Regions from separate parts of the Takifugu rubripes genome. Here region 2 is linked to region 1. Evidence: chromatin contacts called from public Hi-C data. All regions are on one chromosome and are shown on one strand. The core of a region is the stretch at or near the end of the contact, and the rest is flanking DNA. Distances in the headings are between cores, read along the strand shown. Region 1 holds the start of ephb1 (EPH receptor B1). Region 2 holds the start of LOC101067963 (zonadhesin-like).

The links. A called contact is a pair of places that touch in the nucleus more often than the background predicts.
Region 2: a Hi-C map of muscle shows a contact between it and region 1, with 3 times the contacts expected there. The contact joins the promoter of LOC101067963 here to the promoter of ephb1 in region 1. A contact is called at or near these places in 2 of 2 Hi-C or Micro-C datasets (muscle and an unstated tissue).

Annotation. Positions count from the first base shown.
Region 1 is chr22:9,522,332-9,529,732 of fTakRub1.2, forward strand. It overlaps ephb1 (EPH receptor B1), which reads left to right and starts at 2,876. Exons shown (of 17, transcript XM_029831094.1): 1 at 2,876-3,139. The coding sequence starts at 3,079.
Region 2 is chr22:9,724,571-9,731,971 of fTakRub1.2, forward strand. LOC101067963 (zonadhesin-like) reads left to right here and starts at 3,198. Exons shown (of 16, transcript XM_029831143.1): 1 at 3,198-3,381; 2 at 3,458-3,492; 3 at 4,687-4,824; 4 at 4,900-5,156; 5 at 5,252-5,336; 6 at 5,423-5,491; 7 at 5,660-5,794; 8 at 5,911-6,167; 9 at 6,257-6,341; 10 at 6,426-6,727. The coding sequence starts at 3,305. It overlaps LOC115248005 (a long non-coding RNA gene), which reads right to left and starts at 843. Exons shown (of 4, transcript XR_003887039.1): 1 at 279-843; 2 at 26-133.

The DNA.
Region 1 (7,401 bases), core at 1,626-4,125:
TACTCTTTAAAAGACCTTATAGATGCATAAAACCATGTCTGGTTAAATCCTGCGGTGCTTCTGCTAAGATTGTTGCAATCTTGCCGTCGCGGTTGTGCTGGATATGTTGGGAGGGAGCACGTGCGGGCGGTGCTTCAGCCCAGCGGTCTTCCATAAGGGAGTACCACTACCGCTGGAGCGCCATTCCTGGAGCTCTCCAATACATAGCAACGCAAACTATAATGTACGTGCATACAGGCGGAAGGAAACGTCGTTAGGCTTACACTAAGGTGCTAAAAAGGATAGCATCAGCGAGTGTTATTCGGTTTATTTTGGGATAGTCCCAGATGGCTGTGATCCGGTGCTGGGAAATCTGAAACTGGGATGAACCGCTGAAAGCCAAACCCATTAGCCAACGCTGCTAGCTGGCGCAGGTTTGGCGCACGCCCCGCAAAACCCCGACGCGCGACGAGCCCATTTCCTGTCGCGTCTCTCGGGCCGTGCCCCAGAATGTGTGACCATGGCTGGGATGGCCCTCTTTTTGGAAAACGCAGGGTCCGGAACACATCTGTATTCAGCCTTGGCTAGGCGCTCGGGTTGTCAGCGGCTGGCGCCCAGGCTCCTGAAGATGGATGAAGCTAAAGCTCAGCCTAATAACCAGTCTATCCCCCCCGGGTAGGTGCAACGCTGCACTCCTCTGTCACCCGTGTCCCTGCACTGTCTCTGTATTGACTCAGGCATTTCATTTTCATGCATCCTTATTCATCACTGGGCCAACTATTCCAGCTCTTGTAGTCCGGGGTAAAAATAACTCTCTTTCCTTTTGTCTGGCCCTGCTTCGCTCACTTTCACCCATTATCATCATCTGGCTCTTTTTGCATGTGTGTGTTTGTCTCATCAGCGACTCCTCTGTTACACACACCTACATCACAAATCTAAATAATGAGCGCACGTCTGAGCAAACAGCGCTCTCGCCGTAAAATCCACTTTTCCTTTTCATCCTTAAAAGGCCCGCATTGTTTACGGCGAGGCGCTCCTCTGTTGTCGGCGCGCAGAACACGTCTGAACCCGGTGCGGAGCAGCCGCCTGCGCCTTTTTTTTCTCTCCCAACAACCAGACTCGGGAGACAGGAAACGGAGAGGAGAAAAGTAAATGTCAGAGCACATGGTCATGCGTCTGAAGGAGGGTGGAGACAGGTCAAACATGCAAACATGACATGCAAGGGTCAGAAGATGGAGAACATTAAATCAAACACAAGCCCAAAGGGTACGGCCGCCCAGAGGGGCCTCCCGCTCTTTGATTCTGGTTTGGAATCCGATCATCGATGGAGCCATGGAAAAGAAACCTGAGGGGCTTCAGAGGGAGGAGGCTGAGAGGCTCTCTGCCATGTGTTTGGGCTCACTATTGGTATTGGGCCGAGGCACTCGAGCTGGAGGAGGCGAGTGCTTGTGTGGCTTTGTGTGGATCATTATCAGAGTGCCGGGTGGGCGAGCGGCTGCACACACACTCGCACACACTCCGCGCTATTATATCCTGCCGTTTTGTCGGTGTGTTGTGGGAGAGGATGTGCCACGGCGGCAGCGCTATTGTTCCTGCCTTCCCCTCATATCCTCCCCCTCCCTTCCCCTCCCCTGGGGTGCGGACAGCAAACAAGGACATATTGCTCCCGTATTTGGAGGCGATCTGTGGAGTCAGAGGTGATGATGAGTGACTTGATGGAAAAAAATAAAGGCCATCGCGGGGCCCGTGTGGGGGGCCGGTGCCCGGTCCCACGCTGCGCTGCATCACTACGCCGCTCTTTGCGAAGCCCGTTAAAACGGACAAATGATCTCATCACCAGCTTTCCCAAGTTGGTGGAGGCTCATCAAGAGGCGCGCCTGACCCAGTTCATCTGCTGGCCTTTGCTGCACTGGGACATCCATTAAGGAAGCGTTAGAAGCCCTTTGGTTTGGTTACAAATCTGCTCTTTCACCAAAACAATCTTCTGTCTAATTCTAACTGGGGTGGAATTCCAAAAATCTGGGCCAGTGTTAAAGCAGCAGTGAAGTATGAGGTCATCCACAGGCCTCGGGTACAACCCGGTTTCCTCCTGCTCTGGATTAATATCTCTATTCCAGTTTTTCAACCCCGGAAACATGTGGGGACATCCCAGCCAAAGACGGGTGCCAGTCTGGGTCCCACAGGGCAGCAACTGTCCCTCCCTCAGCAGAGGTGGCCCCCAGTCCTCTGAGACCCCCGTTAGCCTATTGTGTGCACCATCTGTCGGAGCACACGCTCGCTCAAAAGGGGGTAACAGTGCCATGCGGAGTGTGGTGCCTGTTTAACATCATTAGGAGGCGCGGTTGAATGTGGTAAAGCCATTAAGAAATAGTTTCTTTCCACTTTTCAGACAATACCAGGAGAGCAATTGTTTCAATCACTTGAAATAACAAATAGATGGTGAATTATGAGGCCTACAGAGCCAGGAAACACAGACAGAAGCCTCAAATTGAGATTTCATTCCACAGTTTTACCAGATCAGCATATTTTAATATTCAGAGTCATCACGACGGAGGCCGACACAATTCTCTAATCCTGCAGAATCTGTCGGCGTTCTGTGCGAGCATTTATATTCACGTGGGAGTCCTTTAACCTTTCGGTCGCAGTGGCCACTGTCACCCATGTGGGGTCGCTATTTCTCTTCCGTGCAGCGGGCGTCCCTTCAAATAGGTCAAGAAAAAGTTTTGTGTTTTGACACCTCTTGGTGGGTGGAGCGGCGTTCCGGTGATTGGCTGGTGAGTTTCAGCTCCGCGCACGGTGATTGGCCCGTGCACTCTAATGGGGCTGAGAGCAGGCGATGTCGGGTCCCCCCCCCCTCCACCACCGCCGCCGCCTCCTCCAGCTCACCCCCACCCCTTTCTCGCACCCGAGGAGCCCCTCCGCTCCGTTCTTCCCCCTGTGCCGATTGTCACACACTGTTTACTACGGCTGGAGATGTGACTCACCGCCCTGGCTGCCTGCTGGAGTACCGCGCTGACAACCGAGGGATTCTTTTTGACGCGCGCCCGTGCGTCTTGGCAATTCGGGGACCGGCCGCGGAGACTGTCCAACCCATCTGCCATGGCAGTGGATTTGTTTGCGCTGCTGTGCGCACTGGTCGCCGTGTCCTCTGCAATGGAAGGTAAATAAGGCGCACGGATCGGACTTGTTTGTGGAGGTGGAAACGGTTCCTCCTGCGTCCGGGGATGCTCGCCTCTGTCGGGTAGCGCTGCGTCGGGGGCAGATGAGGGATCTCACACACGTGGATCGCAGCAGATCGTCCCCCCGTCCCCTGGTCCTGTCACCCTGTGCGTTACTTGCACTGTACTTTATTTAAACACTAACAGCGTGAAGTACTTTATCAGGTGCGCTCAGATTTACTTTCGTCACTCCTGCTGATTCTTTTCAGCCCGTTAACAAAAACATATCTCGTACTTTCCTTCAGGAGTAGTTCTGCTAAAAAATGGGTGGAAATCAGTGTGCAAGTTCCTGTTTCATTAAAAAAGCTGCTTATTCTTTGGTTTGTTTAAATTGTGCTCGCGCTCCACTCTCTCTGTCGTCCCCCCGTGGCTTTCTGCGTCTTTTTTCCTCTCACACGGACGTGGACGCGCAGCAGCGCCACAAGTAGCTCATATCTCCTCGATTAAACATGTTTTTCATTTCCGCTGTGGAACCCTGGAGGGACGGTGCGCAGCGCTGTGGCCATAGACCTGAGCTGTCCCAGCAGCAGACCCCCTCCTCAATAAAACCGAACAGCGGCTCCCCATGGCTCTCTGTATCTTCATACCTCGGTGATATACAATAATGCCCCTTCCGACGCCCTTAATGGAACATTTGTGCCTCAGCTTGTGTGTTTGTTTTTGTCATTTTGGTGCAGTTATGGAAACCATGCAGCCCTGCGGCCTTTGCAGGGAGGGATGTTTTGAGGGTCAGACGTGCGCCCGGTGTGATGTGACAGCAATAGAAAATATGAATGCCGATTCACGAGGGCGGGTGGGAGTTGTCAGATTTCCCCGAGAGGGGGGAAAAAAAGTGGGATCTCACCTTTTAAGAGATGAGATAAGAAGAGAAACAGGTGGACATAAAGATGGTCCCCTAGTCAGATGGCTACCTCAAGGGAAAAAAAAGTGGTTTTCTTGTTTGAATTGTTAATTAAAAGGAGTGTTTTCCCCATGGGAAGGTTAAAATCTTCACTGATTTGAACTCCAATCTGTTGCTCTTTAATGTGTGCATGAGAGAGAGAGAGAGAGAGAGAGAGAGAAGCTATTGACCACATTATCCCTGCCTTTCTGGGTGCCCCCTTTAATCTGATTACGAGTCCAAATCGGCCGCTCATCACAAAGAGATCAGTGATGTGTGTGTGTCTGGGTGCGTTTGAAACTTTAGAGGAACAGGCAGCTGCGAACATATGGTCCAGTACATATGCTGATGAAGAACGAATGAACTGATCTCACATTAGCATCAGATGGACTGGTGAGCCCGCCCCGAAAATCTTAAATAATGCCTTTAACCGCATAATATGGACAGTTTCACAGGTTGAAATCACCTGAATACAAGTTAAATTGAGGAAGCTAAAGCACGAGTCCAGGCCCTCAATCCCACCAATGGCAGCCTATTTTGAAGGGGAGGAATTCCACGAGATACAGAACGCGGTCTCTCCCCTCATTTGTTTTCTCCCCTCATTCCTCCCATCATTTCAGCTCCAACTTTCCTACTACGCCCCTCATCTTTCCCCCCCCCATAAATCTCACCAATCGCACAGTTCCTGTCTCCCTCTGCTGCGCCCTCACTCTCCGGTGTGCGGATGGTTCTTGCCAACAGCCGCGGTAATTCTTCCTCGCTCACGGAGCTGTTGCTTATTTCTGTTTACGCCTAAACCAATTAGGCCTTGATAAGCCCGCTCATTTAGCTGGATAGAAGTTGGCGGCAGTGGAGTCGAGTTTGCAAAGTTAGACTGAGGAAGATAACAAAGATGGTAGCTACAGTAGGCGGGGGGTCAGGGAACATGAGAAAAGATGCAATCTGACTATTTTACAAATGAGGGAGCTGCAATCGAGTGAGGTGGTAAATGAGCAGCAGGCAGTGTGTGTTAGCTGGCTGTGCTACACTGGGAACCGTGCAGCATGGGTTTGACACCAGAACATTAGCAATGTGCTGTTAGCAGCCCCTAAAGATCCTGTTGGAGATTCAAGGACCAAGTGGAGGCATTATTAACGATAAAGATACACAGTTATGGTAAAATTTTCTGCTCAGAATCTCTGAGTCTACGCCTCTGGCAATGCAGCAATTAGCATAACTACAAATCTTCCCTTAACTCAGCCCTTCTCTCCTATAGAATCGGGTTATTTCCATGTGCCTATGTACCTGTGTAAATTGTTGAGTCTCCTCCATGTTTGCTGCTGCAGGCAAGCAGATGTCTCATATTAATCCACAACGTCAATGCAGAGGACACAAGATCCTCAAAGTTCTGCACCAAAGTAAATCACACCATGCTCTACGTTAGTAGTGGAACCTTATCTAGAGTCATTATAATTACCTGTAGGCTTAAACTGTCCAGTTAAATGGCTGCTCCTTATTAGATGTACAGTGGGACCTCTACTTACGAAATTAATTGGTTCCGGAAGTTGTTTCGTAACCTGAAAATTACGTAAATAGAGACGCGTTTTCCATGTAAATGCCCTAATCCGTTCCAAGCCCCCAAAAATTCGGACATAATTTTTTTTTTATAAATCATAAAAATGCATCAAAACATGTAACAAATACATGTTACAATTACCGTAAAATAAATATAGGAATTCAGTGCAAGGCTTCCCCAGGAACAAAATGAACTTTATTACAGGCTAATCTTACATTAGCCATCATTACTAGCAACGAACGTTAACACTTGTGGTAACACTGCCATCTAATGGACAAACATACGAACACCCACAATAAATCCCGAAGACGACGAAGAAGACGCTGGGATACACACAAACTTGTACATATTTACGTCCCTCCTAGCCAATGGGATTACAAGAAGATGCTAGGCGATAGCCAATGGCAGAGCATGTTTGCGTTCGCTAAACTCCGCGAGCTGCGAGTAGCAGCGGTAGCGTATTTTTGCCTTTCATATCCTGAAATTTCTTTCGTAACAAGAGGAAATATTTTCCCGTTGAGACGTTTCGTAACCTGAAAATTTCGCATGTAGAGATGTTCGTAAGTAGAGGTCCCACTGTACTGCTTTACACGTGCTAAAAAAGAAAGCACTTGAATATTGTCTAGGTCTGGTCTTAATCCTGTGATTGTGAATTTGGACCAGTTTGTGCTGCCTGGCACTTGATATGAGAGAGCTTCAATGATTAGAGAGGAGAACAAGTCTCAAGATGCTTTTTAGGTCTTTACAAGTGGGTCAGAAAAATGACGGAAACTGCGGTGAATTTATTAAACCACCAATCACGCTGACTGTACGTGTGTTTGTTAAACTCCAGAAATTACTTGTCTTGAGCAATGTAGGCCCAATCTGTCATCACAACTGCACGGCTTCTTTAAAGAGGGGAGGCATGTTTCTGCAGTTCCCGGTTTCTGCACGTCTTCAGAGGCACTAGCTTAAATATTTTGGCATAAAGTTCATGAACAAGAGCTGCCTGAACTCAAACCACAACACTAAGCTATTGAACGTTTGAATAGTTGGAACATTTTACAGTTTTGTCTGAAATAGTAGGAAAAATATAAATCAGTGTCAGCTTGACACCTGAACATTCTGCACATACTGTAGGTCCGATACGTTGACCTTGAAAGGAATTTCCATGTTTCGCACACTTCGATCCAGTGGTGAAAAAACAGCTTGTAGTGCTTCAGACTGGCTCTGCGAGACTGGTGTAGTATTGAGTTAAGATTTCTACCGCTGGAGATGCATGCGAGTGCACCAGCTGCGCGGAGGAGACAGCCTGTGAAAGGACTCCTGTTGAGTCCCTAATGGATGGGAATTCAGGATCGCTTCTCTCCGCCGTTCTCTTGTTTCAAACGGTTTGGAAACAGAAGACTGGAACTGGAGGTCCATCACGGGTCCTGCTGGACCGAGGCGGTGAATACACGCAGGTGTGCACTGGTGTCCGGCGGTGGGCAGCACGGCTGACCTAGGACCACATCTTAATAAAGTGGAATTTCAATTTTCCGCTCATTTCCGTATTGCACATCCGGGTGCAGACGTGACCTTGTCGCAGAATGGAGGCTTTATTTTGCCTGCAGTGAGGAGTCTACAGCATGTGAGAGTGTTAAGGTGTGCTTATGCAGCCTAGTCAGCTATGACGACCCCCAGTGCAAAGCTCTGCCTGAAGCTCGTGTACCTGCAGTGCAGTAAATCTGTTGTGCTGGCAGTGTGGTCGAACTCTGCCACGCTGAGGTTTTTTCCTTCTACGACACGCT
Region 2 (7,401 bases), core at 1,948-4,447, 200 kb after region 1:
AAAAATCTCGTGTTTTGTAGAGCACCTGCAAAAACGTGGCGCCCTGGGTTTGTTTTTCAGGAGGAGAATGAGCGCCACCTGCCGGCGGAACGGTCGGATGGCGCCAAGGTTTTGCTCCACCGGCATGAAACAACTGTTAACAACAGAGCTGCTTGAAAAGAGTGAATAACCAACCACCCCCCCCCCCCCCCAAAAAAAAATAAATAAAAATTAATTACTCATGAAAGAAATTAAAGAAAGCTGAGGATTTTTTTTATTTTATAAAGCATTTATCTTACCTAAGTCATGATAAAGGGTTCCAGCACATCGCACTCTCTGGTTCTAGTATATTTGGAGGATTGTTGACAAAAGGCTGTGACACAGAGTATTAATCCAGCCTACCTGAGCAGAACGGGCAGCACCTGTACTCATTAAATGACCTGTTAGGCAACTGTGCAGAAGAAGGAGAAAAAACGATGCACAAGAGTGAGGAAACTTTCCACTGGACCATAACGGGAAGAAGGGACAGAGAGGAAGGGCAGGAAGTCACATGACAAGGAGAACAAAACTAGAACATACCGTTTGAACAGCATGAATCTGACAATAACAGTTGGAATGCGACAGACCTTGTTTATGTCTACATAGCAGCTTGTTCACTGTTGTGCTGAGAGGATAAAATGTTAACAAGTTTGACTCTTGGCTGTGAAATTAAGAAATCCAGTGCAGAAAATTCAATGAATATTAAGCAGATGCTACGCAGCAGGCCCTAATTTGTTTTGATAGACTTGTTTTATTGTAGAATAATTAAAAGATTCTATTTCACCCTTTACCTATTCTGCTTTGTATTCAATAAAGCCACATCGTCTTTCTTTACTGCCAGTAATTGTGTTTATTTTTAAAAAAATTTTAAAGCCTATGATTTAAAATGTGTATATTCCCTCATGTCGTGTGGAGTTGGTGTGTTTGCTTCTGCTCCCATTTTGTCTCCATCTGTCCAACCTCACGGGAATGAAGAGCTGATTTATCTTCATTGTGGACGGATGAGATGCTCTCCACAATATTGTGCACACGATGGAGCGCGTGCACATAAATTCATGTCACCAAAGTTCAGTTGACTGCTGAAGTACCTGAAGTTCTCCTTCACCAAACCAATGGAACTGCTTCTTCCTGGTTGTCCTTCTGCTGAGCCTGCTGAGGACATCGGTTCCGGCTTCGGATGTGCAGACAAACAGCAACCTCCTCATCACCATCGTCGTCATTATTCCCACTAACGATCTGATGGGATGACACTGGCGGGAGGTGCTGCAGAACGAATGAAACATGGATCACAGCACACGGCTCTGCTTTAGCTGATATCCGAGAGGAATATTGATTCTGTAGGCAAGTGGGTCACAACAGTGGGCCTTTGTAAGAAAAAAAAATTAAAAGATAAGGTCGGGGTTTTTTTTTCAAACCCACATTCCTCTGCTGCCCGCGTTTGCTCAGGTGTCCCCGCGGCCGGGTAGGTGAAAGGAGCCAACGGGAGTTTCAGAAAGCAAACAGCAGCTTATTAACTGCTGGGCATGGATCCGGTCATGTGGCGTCAGCAGCGATCCTTGCAAAAGCGCCCAGCAAATTGCTTTTTCCTCAGCCCTTTGTTGCTCATTCTCCCGCTTCCTCTGGACAAAGTTGATCATTAATGGGTCTTTTTAATTGCTGCCCGGCGGAAGGGCGAGCAAAAGTAATTCCTGAATGTGCGTCTTACGCCAATGGATTAATACATAAGTGTGGAACAGACCAGATTATGGAAAGCTTCACAGCATTTAAGTCTTCATTAACCAGTCAGAAGTGGATCATCAGCCACTTTTTGGCAGGTAAAATCCTCCTACAGCATGTTTGAACACACCTGTGGGACCAGTTTATGAGTAACTTTACACCTGCGATATTTTCCATACACCTTACACCACCGAAACAGACACAGATAAAAAGGTCAAGACATCAGGCCCTAATCTCCGCAGATAACAGAGTTTCTCTGGTGTTCAAATTATTAGCATACTATTTAGTACTTTGGAGCTCCTCTCGCACCTCGTTATGGTCGGTTTGCTCGGGCCCCGTCTTTGTTGACACATACCGACGAGCTACAGTAAGGTTACAATAAGCGGATAAGAAGAAGAATTGTCGAAATGGTCATCAAGTGTAAAAGTGTATGTGCTTGAGATCCAGCGTGCACGCTCTGAAAGGCTCTACTCAAAGCCAGTGTTTACAGTATCAGGGTCAAAATGTCAGGCGCTCGTTTGCGCAACGCCGGCGTGGTTTGCACAAGGCGCCGAAGTCTGACGAGTCGAAATCTGCGGTCTGTTGCTAGGCCAGGTAATAATAGTGCCTTTTCAAAGGCAAAAATAAAGGCCTTGACTGGCAGAAGCCAACATTTTAGGAGGGGCGAGATTTGTGAGCCTCTGATTGGACGGTGGGTCGGAGAGAGCAGCTCTGATTGGTCAGCCTCGAGACCACCAGGACATGATATAATGATATACTGATAAAGGTTCTTCAGCATGGGGGTGTCGAACAAATGGTTTAATCAACTCTTTGTGTTCTTTTAATTTATTGATTAATTCATTTACTTTTCATGCTTTATCCATAAAACTACAGGAAGGACTACATCTGCTCCTAGAACACTTAGTTCTTCTCTCAGACAACCTGGAGCTTTGATATTCCCTCCAACAACTGCTGCCCCCTCCGCTGGGACCACGGTGATTGGTGGAACAGTCCAGAAGGGAATGTTCTTCTTCATACATTAACTAATGATGTAACTCATATTTGTAATATATTTTTATCTAATCAGCCCACAGCAAGATACTGGATTAGCTGCTCAGACCTTTATTGCATGTTAGCGACGCCGCCAAAGAGGCCAATATCAATGAGAGAATGTTCTGAGGCTGATGGGGAGATTGTATGAAGAATCAACATGTGAGACAGAAATATGACAAATATTAAGTAAGGGCTCAGCTGAAACTCTGTTTTATGACATCTTTTTTGATGTACATCTGTATCTTAGCATGTTTCCTTCATAACCTGATGCTAAACCCTGGCTCTGCCTCTCGCTGCTCCCTGCAACTGCATTAGTTACTGTCATCACTTGCACATTTTTACACCCCAGACCCGGTCCAGCCCAATTTTCCCTCTCTCCGCCCACTGTCGCGGTTACCCGGTTAGATGGTGAGCCTATAAATGCGTAAAGCATCCCCCCAGAGGACGACAAAAGAGGGCCGAATCCTCCGCAGTAGAGAAGCGAACCTGCGGCGACGGTGAGAGAGATTATTAACAAGGAAAGAAGGAAAGATCAGCCATGCTCGCAGGACTCCGCGGAGGTTTGGCGGCCACAGCGGCTCTGCTCGTTCTAACCCTGACAGGGAGTCGGTGCAGGTGAGAGTCAACATCATTTCAGCTCATAAGACCGCAGAAACCCGTTAATGATCAAAGCACATGTTTTGTTTCTCAGGGCCGAAGACGTTCATCCATCACTGAAAGACTCAGGTAGGAAAAAACGCGATGTGGCTCGGCGTCATTCACTGTACGGACTCAAATTTGTCGCAATAAACGCCGTGTTTCAAGAGAGCCAGAGGACATGCTTGTCGTTTGGCCCCCTTGTTTAATATGTTTGCGGTGTCGCAGTGGCGAAGCGTGCGACTGGATGGGGAGTCTGCCACCTGTTTCTTTAGGTAAAGGCTATACAAACCGCCCTGGAACTGGTTCCTGGGGCCTGAGTTTACTCACTCTAGATAAGATGAGGTGACCTTTAAATGGCAGGGCCTTTAAGAGCTGACCTGGAACAATGCTCCACAGTTCTGTTTTAATCTACAGGCCAGTTTCAACTGTTCCTCTGCCTGTCGCTAATTGATGTGAAGCTGGCTAATAATTGTTTTATCGCGTGCCTTTCTCCCAGAGGTAATCACTGTGGAGTGTCTGCACTTAAGCTCCAAGCTGATCACAAGATAGTGCAAACAGCTACTTGGATTTTATGGTGATTGTGCTGCGGGGGTTGTCCACCACGTTTTATCACAGTAATAAAGGCAAGAGAGGGGTCCTTTGAATGATATCTAATGAAGAACAGATGGCTAATGCTAACACAGCCTGTGTGAATCCCTGAAGTCCTGCAGAGCCAGTTTGCTGGCACGGAGTGTCCCAATTGGCAGATAGCGACGATGGTGAGATTAAGGGAGGTCCAACTTAATCGGTGAGAGGATGCGCGGCATGAACCTGTGGCACTGATACCGAGATAACATTGGGTGATGCATTAGCGTATGAAATTAGATTAAGTCATTTGGTTATCTCTCACTTTCACTTCTTATCTGCTGCTTTTTATTGCGCTGATTACACAACAGCTTAGGCTGCCAGGAAAAGGCCTAAAGACCTGGACGAGAGACCTGGACGTGTGTCTCTGCTGGGTTCCGCTCATTCAGCGAGCTTTACTGTGCACGTTATAAGTGTTTTTTTCACCTTTTGAGCCCAGAACGGTGAAACTATAGATGATCTCATGTATACATACCCGATATTTGCCTCCTCATTGATTCTGTCCATCCTCGAAAGAGACAGCATGGATCCCAAAGCCAGCCGATGCTGGGTTTGGGATTGACTGACATCATTTTACAGATGTACACATCTCCGGTCTTCATTCATCTCGATTGGCTTCTGATCAAATCCTTCTTGTGGTGATTTGCTTTTTCACAGTCTGTCCCGTAAACTGCAACTTTGAAAACGATCTGTGTGGGTGGGAGCAGCTTATTCAGGACAGTTTCGATTGGACGAGACATTCCGGACCCACGCCATCAGACCTAACCGGCCCGGACCAGGACCACACCACCGGAGGTAGTTCTCAGCGTTAGAACGTGACAAGTGCTGCGTCAGCGTTTTCCGAGTTTATCTTGATATATGTCTCTGCAGCTGGTTTCTACATGTACATTGAGGGAAACAGCGTAACCCATGGAGATTCAGCCCGCCTCCTGAGCTCATCGTGCCTGTATAACGGACCGCTCTGCTTGGAATTCTGGTACCACATGTTCGGTTCGGCGACTGCGATGGCGCTCAACATCTACCTCCTCAAAGACAACAGAGCCACCAAAGTCTGGTCGGCCAAGAACAACCGCGGCCCAATGTGGCATCAGGCACAAATCGACATCGGTGCGACAGCTCCATTTAAAGTAAATGTTATTAAGTTATTTTTTTAACTGACGGTTAAATTATTATGCTTACGATACAGTTATGCTGATCAGACGTCCATTTATTCATCCTCCAGATCATCGTGGAAGCTATTCGAGGCTCTAATGCTGAATCGGATGTCGCCATTGATGACATTTCAATCCACGCTGGCTCATGCACAGGTGATTTTTATCTCCAACTCACAATATTCGCAAGTTACTTCCGATTACTCTGATTATAACAGTTTATCGCTCACTTCATCTCGGAGGTTTTCCAGCCATGGCAGTTGAAAGTTGGCTTCCTACTACACCTGCGGATGTGCCACCTTCACGACTAGGTGAGTGCACAGGAAACCGGATTTTCTGGACCACTGACTCAACAACAGGAGGCCTAATTGTAGTTAGACGTTAATTTCAGGGTCAACCCTAATCATCCTATACATGGGCTTAAATACAGGTTAACGAGGCTGTGCCAGATGCTGATTTCACAAATCCTTTTCTTCCAGTGTGCAACGCTGAATGTAACTTTGACAGACACCTCTGTAGCTGGAGTCAGACGGTCACAGATGCTTTTGACTGGACGTGGCAAAGCGGTTCAACCCCCACCCCCATGACGGGGCCCTCTGCTGACCACACAGGGGGTAACACGCTCGTTCCCTTTACGCACAAATATCTGTGAACACAAGATTCATGATTATGGGTAACACCTGTGTTGTTGTTGAAAGAAGACAGTGTGAATCATTTCAGTGCTTTTTAGGTGGTCGGTATCTTTACATCGAGGCCAGCAGCGTGACACATGGGGACACGGCTCGTCTGATCAGCGCCGAGTGTTCTAACTCAGGGCCAAAGTGTCTGCAGTTCTGGTATCACATGTACGGCTCAGCCGATACGATGGGCCTCCACGTGTACTTGGTCCAGAACAATTTGGCTCGTAATGTTTGGAGAATGACCAATGACCAGGGAAATATGTGGCGTCTGGCTGAGGTGGAGCTCACAACCACTGGAGTGTTCCAGGTCAGGTCGCCTCCACTGTCACAGTCCAGTGAAGACGCCACCGTCTGATTTGTTGCTAGGAAGTTTAACTCAAAGTCTGTTGTGTGCAGATCATCTTTGAGGGACGAAGAGGCTCGAATGAAGAGTCCGATGTGGCCATAGATGATGTAAAGCTTTATCATGGAGAGTGCGCAGGTGAATCTGTCCTCCATGGGATGTTTGTTTTAATTCTGATATGAATCATTGATGCAGCTTTCTTGATTGTGATTGATTTAACAGACCTGAATAAACCAACACCAGCAGCCACAACCTCTATGCCGACATCAACAGAAGCTACAGTGGAGCCAACAATTGCTACAACCTCAGCTCAGCCTGAAACAACAACAGGTGCAACACAACCTCTAACTACTGCTGAGCCAGCAACAACAGGTGCAACACAAGCTCAAACTACAGCTGAGCCAGCAACAACAGCTGAGCCAACGACAACAGGTACAGGTACACCACGCCCTCCAACTACTGCTGAACCAGCAACAACAGCTGAGCCAACAACAACAGGTGCACCACACCCTCCAACTACTGCTGAACCAGCAACAACAGCTGAGCCAGCAACAACAGCTGAGCCAACAACAACAGGTGCACCACACCCTCCAACTACTGCTGAACCAGCAACGACAGCTGAGCCAACAACAACAGGTGCACCACGCCCTCCAACTACTGCTGAACCAGCAACGACAGCTGAGCCAACAACAACAGGTGCACCACGCCCTCCAACTACTGCTGAACCAGCAACGACAGCTGAGCCAACAACAACAGGTGCACCACAACCTCCAACTACTGCTGAACCAGCAACAACAGCTGAGCCAACAACAACAGGTGCACCACGCCCTCCAACTACTGCTGAACCAGCAACAACAGCTGAGCCAACAACAACAGGTGCACCACACCCTCCAACTACTGCTGAACCAGCAACAACAGCTGAGCCAACAACAACAGGTGCACCACACCCTCCAACTACTGCTGAACCAGCAACAACAGCTGAGCCAACAACAACAGGTGCACCACGCCCTCCAACTACTGCTGAACCAGCAACAACAGCTGAGCCAACAACAACAGGTGCACCACGCCCTCCAACTACTGCTGAACCAGCAACGACAGCTGAGCCAACAACAACAGGTGCACCACACCCTCCAACTACTGCTGAACCAGCAACGACAGCTGAGCCAACAACAACAGGTGCACCACGCCCTCCAACTAC